Regions from separate parts of the Pan troglodytes genome. Here region 1 is linked to region 2. The links are chromatin contacts, called in public Hi-C maps. All regions are on one chromosome and are shown on one strand. The core of a region is the stretch at or near the end of the contact, and the rest is flanking DNA. Distances in the headings are between cores, read along the strand shown.

Region 1 (6,208 bases), core at 1,889-4,388, 590 kb after region 2:
CCTACTAAAATGTAGTTCTTACAATCTATGAACGATCCAGCTGAATAACACACAAAAATTGATCCTATTAACAATGATCTTTAGAATGTTCAAGGACATAACGCCGCTTTTGTAAGCCTCCAACATAAGCATTCTCAAATCCTTTAAGGAGCAAATTGTTTCTGGTTTTGTCGTTTTCTTCCTAGCAAACTGTTGCCTTAAAACAGAGCTTCTGTGGGGGGCGGGGGAGCCGCACAAGCCTCCAGTTTAAAACAATGTTCTCACTGGCCTTCCTAGCAACTGAGATGTCACTTATATTTTTAATTAACATTTTAGTCCCCTAAAATTATTTAATACTAAGCAAACATGTTAATGATGTAAAAATCAATGCTAAGAAAAGTGGCCGAAGAGATAATAGGTAAAATTAATTATTTTATGACCTATGGGGTGTTCAATGGTTCTTTTGTTTAAAAAAGAAAAAAATAAACTTCATTACTCTTACAGGGAGTATTTATGATCTTTACGGAAAGAATGAGTCTGTGTCCCAAATTACTGAACATTTATGTGCCTGTGTAAGTCTGGATTTTTCACCCCCTTTTCTAGCATCTAAGTGGCTTTTATGTTCAGCAGCACTGAGGAAACTGTGGGCTTCCTCCTCCTCCTGGTGAGGTTACTCCTTTTTCTTCTCCTTTTCTTTCTGTTTTAGGGAATTGCCTCTGCTACCTCAAAGGCAGTTTTCCAAATATCTGCATCCCATGCCCTCCCTGAGCCTCGTGGCTCAGCTTCGCCTACTCTTTTCAACCAGCCTTCAGGCACTGAGGTCTGTGGCCCTAACTGCTGGCCCTTACCTCAAAGTTTCTTTGGTAGTTTTCTTACTTAAGCTGTGAGACACATCGTATGAAAGACTGTAACTCATAACTGTGTGCGTAATTGTGCAGACATTTCAGCAAGAGGATGCTGGCTGTTTCATACTCTGCTTTAGATCTTTCAAAATAGAAACTCTCTCTCTCTACTCTCCCCTCTGCCCACCCCCCACTTGCCGCCCCACTTCATTTCTAATCAAGCTGTTACTTGCAGGCATTTTCATTATTACACGAGGAGTGTAATACACAAAAACTTGGGCTTTGTAGTCATAATATGCTGCCAGTGGTTACAGAATCCAGAGAAAATTCACTGATGACTAGAGATAAAGGTTGCGGTTTTGAACTTCTCACAATGGGCACTTTATGAATAACACCAATGGTGACAATTCTACATTAAAAGAGAATGCCTATAATTAGGCCTTGGACACACATGTTAATAAGTGAGGAACAGCTATATCTTCCCACAATAGAGCCTGATCATTTCCATCAGGGACTGAGAGTCAGAAAAATGTTTTCCTTCATTAAGTTCTACTCATTCTGTGTTGGCTTTTTAAGTTCTTCAAAATTGAGGCAGGAGAAATTTATTTGGAAGAAGAGCAGCCTCTCTATTCCCCTCCCCAAGTTAAATTCTGAGAATAAAACGATGGGCCTTAACCGTTTTCTTTAACCCCCAAGTCCCTTTGTGTGGCAATATGGCTTTCTATTGAAGGTTCCAACAGTGGGGGAGGATTCAGATCTGTGTACAGATGAAGCCCCAGTGGCAGACAAAATGAGGTTTAGTATCATAGGGTTGCAAGAATTTAAAAAAAAAAAAAAAAAAATGGAAGGTGGATAATGAAGATGAATCTGGTTAGAATTGAGAAGAGAGCTCTCGGACCTAAGAAAGCACCTTCCCTTTACAGCCATCTCCTCCCCATTGTGCTGCCGCCCACATGACATAAAAGCCCTCAGATGGAAGCCCCTATTTATCCTGAATGGCAACAGTTCATTTTTGAGATGACCACATTCAGGGTCTGTAATCAGCCACCGTAAATAATATTTTACGTTTAAAAAGTATATACATGTAGTTGTTGAGAATGAGTTAATTAAGAGGTTTCCTTGTTGTTTGTTTTGTAGTATCTTCAAATAAAAAAGTTTAACAATTAAAGATTTGATTGTATTAATCCAACTTGCCCCATTTCTATCTTTTGAAAAGGAAAATATAAAAAGACTTTGTAAGCTGAAAACAACTATAGAACAATGTAAGATGTCACCAGCATTCACCCTCCTATTGCTTTGGTCAGTCACTTCTTTTTTCAGATAAGAAAACCTGGTTTACTTGATGTTGTTGCTGTAGTTTTTAACAGAATCTTTCAACACACAAACACTAAATGGAGTCAGTGAAACACTTCTAGTAATAATTTCTTTATCTGTTTAAATTTTAATTTTCTTCTCCAAAAAAAGTGATTGATTTCAATAGTTTCAAAAAATTTTATTGAAAGTGGGAGGAGAGGCTCTTCATGTCAAGAAAAGGTGTTTTCTGAAGCCTCTGAAGAGTCCAGCATTTTATTCTTATGCCCCATGTACAGTGGGAGGGAAATTAAGAAGTTTGAATGGGAACCGAAAGAACTGTTCTTTGTGCAGCTCAGTCTCTCCTGATGTGGTATGTGTTCCAGGAAAGAGGACAGGCACTGAGACTAAACACAAAAATCAAAATGGATTTTACTCCGCCTCCAGTAAACAGCATGGCACAAAAGTCCATTGTGCTATGAGATAACTGCTAAGATGAATGGAGTTGGCTGTCACGGAGGTGATTGTGGGGCCGGTCTCTATTGGATCACAGTCCAGGACTGAATTCCTTTCTGGTTCATCAGGGTCTGTTGGTACCACAGGAAGTGTCATGATCCTTTTTTTCACTAGGGCCAGATGGTGTCCTTTTTGAGGCCTTACTAATGCCCAGTTTTCCACATGTAAAACTCCTGGGAAAATGACCTAACTCACAGCTGCTTAGTGAGGCTTGAGCAGGCCTTTAGAAAGACTTCTGTCAAGAACAAGGAGATTGTACCACTACCAGAGTAAAGGGGGAGGCTCTGGCCAGAAATGTATCAATTACAAACTATTTTTAAACGACCATCATAATTTGAATTGTGATTTGCACAATGTATGTCTTCATAGGCAGTGGCTAAAAGGATATTTCACAAAAGCAACTAATGGCTAGGGATGCTGATTGTTTTCCTAGCAGAACTTTTACCTTCCTTGAGAGCAGATGGCCTGAATAAGAAGAGAAAATGTGGTCCAGAAGGGTCGGGAAAGGACAAAAAGTGAAAGATTCCCTAGATAGCTGCAAGGAGCCTGGGGAGAGGGGAGGGATCCTAGTGTTAAAAAGAGCTGGAAAAAGTGGAAACTTTTGATGCATGTGGGTTGTGTTTACTGATGAATTGAATGATTCCCAAGAGTAGACAACTGCAGGTGTGATATTTAGAAAGCAGGATGCCTTTTCTATTAGCCGAGTTATAGTGAGAACACATCAAAGTTGTTATAGGGGTTCAGTATGAGATTCATACTGAAAGTTACTGTAGGATTTTTTCCCATCCTAAAAAGCATTAGCAATAATTACCTTTGGGATAAAGCTACTCTTAATAGCTTTATCTCTGCTTTTGAATCTTTGCTTATTTTTGTGCATTGAGTAGCAATTGGTCCTTACTTATTTGTGGGTGCATTTTACCCTATATGGGAATTTTTTTTATCCTAATTGTTTTCACCTTGTTTAAAGCGGTTCTTTTACTAGCTATAAGAGTTCTTATTAACTTTTTGATTAATTAATTTGTAACAAATGACAGATTTTTCATGTCATTTTTGAATGGTTGGTTCAAATTAAAAAAATAAATAAATAAAAAGCCTAAAGCCATATAAAAGGAGGTTTGTATTTTTTTCATCCAAACTATAGCCAAAAAAAATTGCAAACAAATGAAGCATCAGAATAATTACTGTGAGGATCTCTTTCTATAAGGTTACTTTTCTTTTTTAACCTACTTGCAAATTTGCATAACTTTCAGGTCACAAAAATCTCACCTTACTGGAGGGAGGAAGGAAAATTAATGTAAAACATTTGACTCATGTTTTCACTCAAGTGCTTAACATTAAGTCTATTGAAAGAAATGTTTCATCTCACATATTTAAACCTAACAATTGCTGTGTAGCAAATGAAAGATCAGCAACATAAGATGAAAGCAATACCTTCACAATTTTCATTGTCTAAGATTTTTTATAAAAAGACATAAGACAGTGATTAGCTATTTTTATTACTCTAATCTTAAAAAGCATCAATGTCCATAATTTGCAGATTATTGACTTTATTGTTTGTGATTGTTTCACAGAACCTTGCTTCACATATATAACTGATCACAGCTTATGCCAGGATGAGAATTGTCATAAAGTAAGGTAACATTTCATAAAAATATGTTGAGAGGCTGCCAACTTCAAAGGGTGATTGATATTTTGCTCAAATGGTGCCAGTTTAATTCACACTTTAAAATGCCCAGCTCCATGGGGAACTTGGAAATGTACATGTAGGACACTAATCTGAGAGGATAGGAGAGAAGGAAGTACATTCTCCTCTGGTTAGCAACCAGCAGCATTACAACAAAGATGCAACAACTTATTAAAGGCATAATTTGTTTATTAGCTTGTCTTTATTTTTAAACAATAATAGAACTCAGTAGAAACAGTTTTAAATATAATTCTTAAATATAGTTTTAAAAATAATTGGTAGTTATTTTGCTTTTGTTTTAAAAATGTGCCCCACTGCTGGGGCCCAGGTCAGCGGAACAAGCACAGGTATCTTGCATACCTGTACGATCCACGTAGTACCGCTAAGGCGCCCCAGAGACAGAACCAGGATTTCCTCCACTGGGTCAGTTACATGCAGCCTGGCTTTTAGCAGAAACTAGCCTGTCTCCTTCTTTTCATGGGCAGGGTTACGTTTTGTTGTGGCACAAAGAAATCCTTTCCTCCCTTGTTCACAAAGCCGCACAGCACTGGCTCTCCTTTATCAACTGCTCTTTTCTTTCTCTGAATGCTATATTTTTTTTATTTACATAAGAATTCTTGTAGATGTTTTATTTACATATGTATTCACTCATTTCAGATGAATAGAAGGAAGTGATGAAACCCTAAACCCAAAAGCACATTTTTACAAAGACTAAAAACCATCTCTGTAGCTGTCACTGTGCCAGAAAGTAACTCTAATCTTGCTTTTATCTGTCTTAATTGTTGACAATTGTCTTAATTGTCTTACTCTTCAGTGCTTGGGTAGAAATTCATAGAGTTTGCAGTGCCTTTCCAAGAGTCAAGTTTGATGGCTACTAGTTTTCTTGTGAGACAAAGAGGAAGGAAAGGGTACTATCTGAAGAAAGCCTCTCTGATTTGGGAGATGCTGTTCAGTTATTAGAATGGATCATCAAAGAAAGAAAGAACCATCCTGAGCCACATATGAGTAATCATAATACATTTATGAATTTTATCACATAACTACTAAAAAGCAAAGAGTATTCTTTTAAAACATTCACAAATTAATCTTTGACATTACTTATTTAAATAATTTTTTTCAAGAATATCCATTCATACAGAGAGTAAAAATTCAAATTGACCAGTTCAATATTTATTTGTGGCAGAAACTAGAACTTTCATATGTTTTCAATATTGTAACTTCTGGCAGTGGGAAGAGAGACTTTCTTGTTGAAAACTTTAATGTCATTTCCCAAACAAAAGACTTGGTTAATTTTGAAAATAAAAATCCTTCAGTTAGTTTTCTCATTGTGGGAATATATGTGAAATATGCTCTTCATATTTTTAAACTGTACTAAATAAGGCTTCCTGCATGTTTGAAAGTTGTGATATCTCAGAATTTATCCTATAAACTATTGACATCTTCCAAAGTTTTACTCCTGTTTTTACCGTTGTTATCAACAAATATTCATTGAAGCATCTCCTTCATCCAAGTAATGAGGCTGGACATTAGCAATTAAAACAAAAAAAAAAAAGAAGAAGAAGGAATCAGACATAGACCTCTTCTATAAGATGTCTGTGAGAACCTTCAATAATAAGTTCATTAGAAACAGGCAGTATGCGTGCTGGAGGATCTAGAAGGACCTCTTAGAAGGACGTCTTAGATATTAGCATCCAAATCCCATCACGTTCTTTTCCTGCCCTTTGATTTCTTGAAGACTGTATATACAATAGGAGCTCAATAAATGTTACTGTTGTTAAGATCTAGCTATTGTCAGCCAATCTGCCACTATAAAAATTTCACTTGACTCATTCTTTACAATATTTCTGGAAGACAGGGTTGCTATTGTGGCTGCTATTGTTTAATCTGTTTTCTTGGA
Region 2 (5,345 bases), core at 292-2,791:
ATGAAGTTATTTTAAACATATTGAGGAACTATAAAACCCTGCTTCTAATCACTATCCCAATTTGAGATTTTATACTCTAGGCATATAGTATTATGCAGTTATTTTGAAAGCATTGCCAGTCTTTATGAATGTATGTATATATGTATACTTATGCATATGCATACATGTATACTTCCAAAAATAAACTAAGTATTTATTTAACTATAGCATTTCCTAATATTGTCTTTGTTCTCAATGGAATGAATTAAAGGATTTTTTAAATGTACATTTTTGAGATTTATTCCCAGAAGAACTCCAGTTGTGATAGAATTATCTGTACCTTACCCTGACATCTTGGCATTTCTGAGGTAGCAGCCCAAAGTGATGTTAAGTAACACAAGTATGGACAAGCTAGTGCCTTACCAAGGGGACCATTGTCACAGAACAGGAGCTGATTTTAACTGATATGGTTTGAACCTTAATGCAATTCACATTGCTTGTGGTACTCTTATAATTTAGCACATATGTTACATTTTTGCTCCTACCTATAATTACTCTTTGTATTAAAGGATTTTCACCCTAATTATTTCTCTACTAGTAGCCCCCTTCACCTCTCAGCTCCCTGCTAATTAAATACTTTTAAACATGCCTTCGTTATTAATTGTGAAGTGTTACCATAACCATATGATATAATAATTATTTGGAAGACCAATTTTTAAATTAATAACTTAAACTTTGGTATTTTCAAACAGGAATTAAGGTAATATGTAGACCAAAACATATAATATCATGAGAGGCATCTTTGAAGCCTATGTGGTCAAATCATAGGCCAGTACAATGTTATTCTTAACAAAATTATAATTAGCATAATATACAAATCAATATAATTCTAGAATGCACAATGATATATGTTTGCATTTCCATCATAACTTCCTATAGGATTTAAAGGCTTTTTTAATGTGTAATTAAATACATCCATGTAGTGTCCTTATATGGGCAGGCTTATGAAAGAAGCAGCCATTAAGAAATATATTCAATATCAGACTAGAAGACATTTGTGTGCCTTCCCTACTCTCACTAATGTGTGCTAGCCAACTGTTCATGCAGAAATTGTAACTGTTAATGAGGGTTAAAAGGAAATTTTAAATTAGGTGTCATCTTTTGACTAAGGTACCTCAAGTGTTATATTCTGTCTAATATTTATTTTCTATCTTGCCTCTTGCTCTTAACACAATCCACCACTTAAAGAAATAATAATTATTATGATATTTTTCAAACAAAACACACTCCCTCCCATTCCTGGCCCAGCACATTTCCTGGGTCTAACATTTCTGATTGCTCACTGTTTTTCCTAACACTAGATCCCGTATGTCATATGCCTTGCATGGCTGCAGACTTTGGCCTTTTCACCTGCTGTTTTGGTTGGCTTTAGATGCAAAGAGAAGACTATGAAAAAGAGAAAGGGGGAGGGAGGGAAGTTTGGAAGACTGAAGCTAAAAAAAAATGGCAAATGTTTTTAGCGCCTTCATCTAGACATGTGTCCCCTCACTCTGTGACATGGCTGCTCCAATGTTGCCATGGTGAGGATTTCTAATCATCCCTACACATGACAGGCTCCTATTTGTCTGCACTCCCTTGGGTGTAAATTTCTAGGCTTAAAAAAAAATCCATGTGAGCGTATCATCCGCCGTGCAGATGTTTCACTGCTTTAGAATATCAGGCAGCTGCTTGTGCCACCGTAGACAGCTAATTGGAGACTGCATCGTAGGAACAGAGGCGCAATTATGGCATAAATACACATCCTCTGGTGCATCATTGTATCTCTATTAACAGAAAATTTTAAACAGTGCTCAGAGTGTAATTAGTGTAGTTGATAAAGTTGTAAAACATGTAAATAAGGGAAATAGCAGGTACGTGGCCAATCCACTATCCAGCACTAGGGGATGCAGATTATTGCCTATTTAGAAATAATTAGCAAAGCTGCATTAGCAAAGCCTGTGTCCAACAGAAGCAAGGCAAACATTTATTCTGGTAACAGCTCTTTCTGTGCTAGCCATGAAAATCTACTAATATTGGTAATTTAGCCCTCATTACCAGAGGATAAAGCATGAAAAGAGCTCAGACATGAAATATGACAAGTAATATTAATTTTTATTCCAGAGGAAAGGATGCTTCCTTGGGTTGCATGCTGATTTCTCGGCAGGGTCTCAGCAGTGCGTGCGGAGGAGGCAGTGGGTAGCTGGTAGTTGAGAATTCAGGATATGGAGCTGACTCCCTGCTGGAGGTATACCCTGGGGTGGCTATGACAGTGGCTGATGAGGCATGCCACTGTTAGTGCCCAGCCAAACCTCAGGTCACAGTTCAAAACAAGCACTCAGCCATTAAACTTCAGTCCTCATGGACCTTGGAGGGTTTATGTCCTCATTCCTGCTCTTTTCCACCCTCCTAGCCCCTTTTCTCCTTACTCTCTGGCATTTTCTTTTCTCCCTTGGAATGATTTTGCAGAGCTATACAGGCAATCAGATTGATTTTTGTGCTTGCACCGCCCTTTACAACGTGCTTCTGATAATGAGCTGCTGTTGTTGAAGTGGAGAGTGTGGGAGGGGTGGTTTCAGCTGCGTCTTAGCTACGTCGTGTGCTCAGGATAAGAAATGATCCTCTGCCTCATATACATTGAAGATTGTGTCACTGAAGAATATCACCCTGTGGCCAGGAATCATGAATGGCAAAAATTTGGAGCTTGTTTCACAAATACTCTTCCTAATGAAGAAAAATGCAAAAGCACTGCGAGTTCCCCAAATCTCAATTCGTTTTCCAGACAGTGGGCTAAAAAGGCAGAATGTTTGGGGAAGAGCCACCTTTCTTGCATTAATCCCTGGCTATTAGCTTGTTCTTTGTTTTATTCTTAAAGCAGAACAAATGGCAAAAATTAAGAACCAAGACCATGAAACTAACCATATTTTCTGGCATTTATATTATTTACCATTATCTCCTTATTTTTATTATGCACAGGTACTGCTGCTTTTTATGTGCTTCTAGGCACACACACATGGAGTCCCCTTCCTGAATCTTCTGATTTGAGCCACTAGGAAAAAGTTATTAGCCAATAGCAAACTAAATTTCCACTCAGTCTGAGTTTCACAGTATGTTCAGAATGTCATAGAACATTGTGTCTTAAAAACAAAACAAACGAAAAACAGGTTGGATATTTTAGAACTTTAAAAAGTGAAAATGGTGCATTCACAAACCCATTGAAATAAAAAGAGGGATCACCTTCTTTTTGAAATATGAAGATTGAGAATCCAGGTTCTATCTTCAGAGGTTGTAGACACTCACCACCTATGGTGAGTTGTCTCCTATCCAGGAAATATTGAAAATGACATTGGTGGTGTTCATTACTGCTACAGCTTAGACTAGTGCTACTAATGAGTTGTAAGTCACTTGCGAGTACTGATCAGTATTTGTAGGGCATGGTCATGCACAAAATGCAAATGTGCACACTTACATAAATATATATGGCATCTCTCCATACCCACAAACACACACTGTAATTATTGTACTGCAGATTCTGAATTGTGAGATTGTATCTCATCCCTTTTGCTCTCCCACTTCTGAACCAAAAGTACAACCCCAACCAGGCATGAAAACATTCTTTCTTCAATTTAGCATACCCCCTTATCCACAACGAGTTGAAATTAGAATGACAATTGGAACCAGATGACTTTGATTAAAGCTCTAGTTTTAAAAAGTTCCAGTGGCCTCAGTTTTCTCAACTGTTAAGTTAAAAATATCTCCTTGTCTACCTCATATGGTTATTAAGAGAACCAAATGATATAATACATATATAAATACCCTGCAGACTGTAAATATGACCAAAATTAGTATTTATATGATTTGCTTACTAGACTAAGTTATTATTATATCACTATCACCTCACAATCACACTTGGACATTTGCCTGTGTTTTAAAATGAAGCACAAATAAGCTCAGACGTCATAAAATTTTTCTCTGATTGTGTCTGTACAGTGCCAAAACTGCTGATTCACAAATGAAATTGCAGTCAACCAACCAGATGTTTCTTCTACAGGATGCCAAATTGCCACTTTAACTCTAATTTTTATCCAAGAAACTTACTATGTGTATGGAAATTGTACAAATGCTGCATTCATCATTTTCATTTTAAATCCATGTGAGGGATCTCACATAGTTTTCATATACCTTAAGCACACACATAGCTCCTTGCTTATCGGAGATACGTTTTTCATATTCTGCAAAGTGAACAGCACTCTGAGAGTTGCCTAGAGGAAAGTTATGCCCAAATTGCAGAGTTTTCCCAAGGGAATCGGCCAGAGGAGCCTGCTCCTGGACAGCCCTTGTTAAGAGAAATCCCATGTAGAGCAAAGCTCTGATTTGAGTTATCACAGTTGCTTTAACCCCTTGTAGGAAAAAAAAAATAGTTGCAGAGAGCCCTATTTTCCTAATTTCCCCCGTTGGCTTCTGGTGTTTGACAAACAGTTCCCGTTTGGAGACATTATGCTGTTCCTCTCTACTCCAGCACGATGCCCACTGCCTTTACTAAATTGGCACTGAAACAGCAACCATTGCCAAGATCTATGCAAGGGCAGGAGGGACTGAAAGGGAACATGAAGCAAAATGATCCCTAATTCAAGTAAATTGTTGTTACCTTTCTTCACATACTCTTTCTCCCCTCCCTTATTGTTTTCATCTCAAAAGAGAGGAAATAGGTTCCAAATCAAACCACAAAGAGGATCTTCAGAATCAAGTTAAATTGGAGCACAAGGATTGGGGCTGATGGGAATATGGATTTGCAAGGTGCCAAAGCCTGATCTAATTTACATCCATTTGCTGATTTCCAGCCCTTTGGCATCTTTTGAAATGGCATTTCATTGTGGAATTCTTGTAACCATATATTTCATATATGTTGTTTTGAGCTTTATTCAAACATATATTTTATTTTGCACAAAACTATATGTATGGATGGATAGTGAATTCTACGTGCCAAGTATTTAGACTAGTTTTATAATTTCTCCGCTTCTTCTCTGAGCAGCTTTCTCCAAAGGGGCCTGTAAGTCATAATCACAGGGGCTGTTTGTGAATATATTTCTCTGGGCCAGAAATTTTGCCAGCATTGACAGGCACCCCGGACAGCTTTTCAGAAATCTCCTGGTTATTACTTATCCATTAGAAAGGAAAAAATGATATTTTCCATCAGGAGTTGTTTCCTTCCCTCTCTCTCTCTCTTTCTTTTAAATTATAGAAATAAAGTGCCCATTGTAAATCGTTCATGCTGGCGGACAATATTGCATGCAGATCAGGCACACAGCCCATTGGATGGGAATGGTATG

Evidence for each region. Hi-C and Micro-C count contacts between places; a contact is called where the count stands out from the background.
Region 1: a contact with region 2 is called in a Hi-C map of stem cell-derived neural progenitor cells, with 4 times the contacts expected there. The contact joins two enhancer-like sites. A contact is called at or near these places in 1 of 7 Hi-C or Micro-C datasets (stem cell-derived neural progenitor cells) and 1 of 1 other capture datasets (stem cell-derived neural stem cells).

What each region holds. Positions count from the first base shown.
Region 1 is chr5:110,580,358-110,586,565 of NHGRI_mPanTro3-v2.0_pri, forward strand. No RefSeq gene overlaps it. Among named protein-coding and RNA genes, the nearest start is that of POU3F2, 190 kb to the right of the region's middle. Within about 2 kb of position 3,139, at least 10 of the 24 cell types and tissues checked have an H3K27ac peak or open chromatin away from gene starts, as enhancers often do. A contact at or near this core is called in stem cell-derived neural progenitor cells, where this site is marked.
Region 2 is chr5:109,991,865-109,997,209 of NHGRI_mPanTro3-v2.0_pri, forward strand. All of the region lies in intron 3 of LOC134810342 (a long non-coding RNA gene), which reads left to right. Among named protein-coding and RNA genes, the nearest start is that of MMS22L, 770 kb to the left of the region's middle. Within about 2 kb of position 1,542, at least 8 of the 24 cell types and tissues checked have an H3K27ac peak or open chromatin away from gene starts, as enhancers often do. A contact at or near this core is called in stem cell-derived neural progenitor cells, where this site is marked.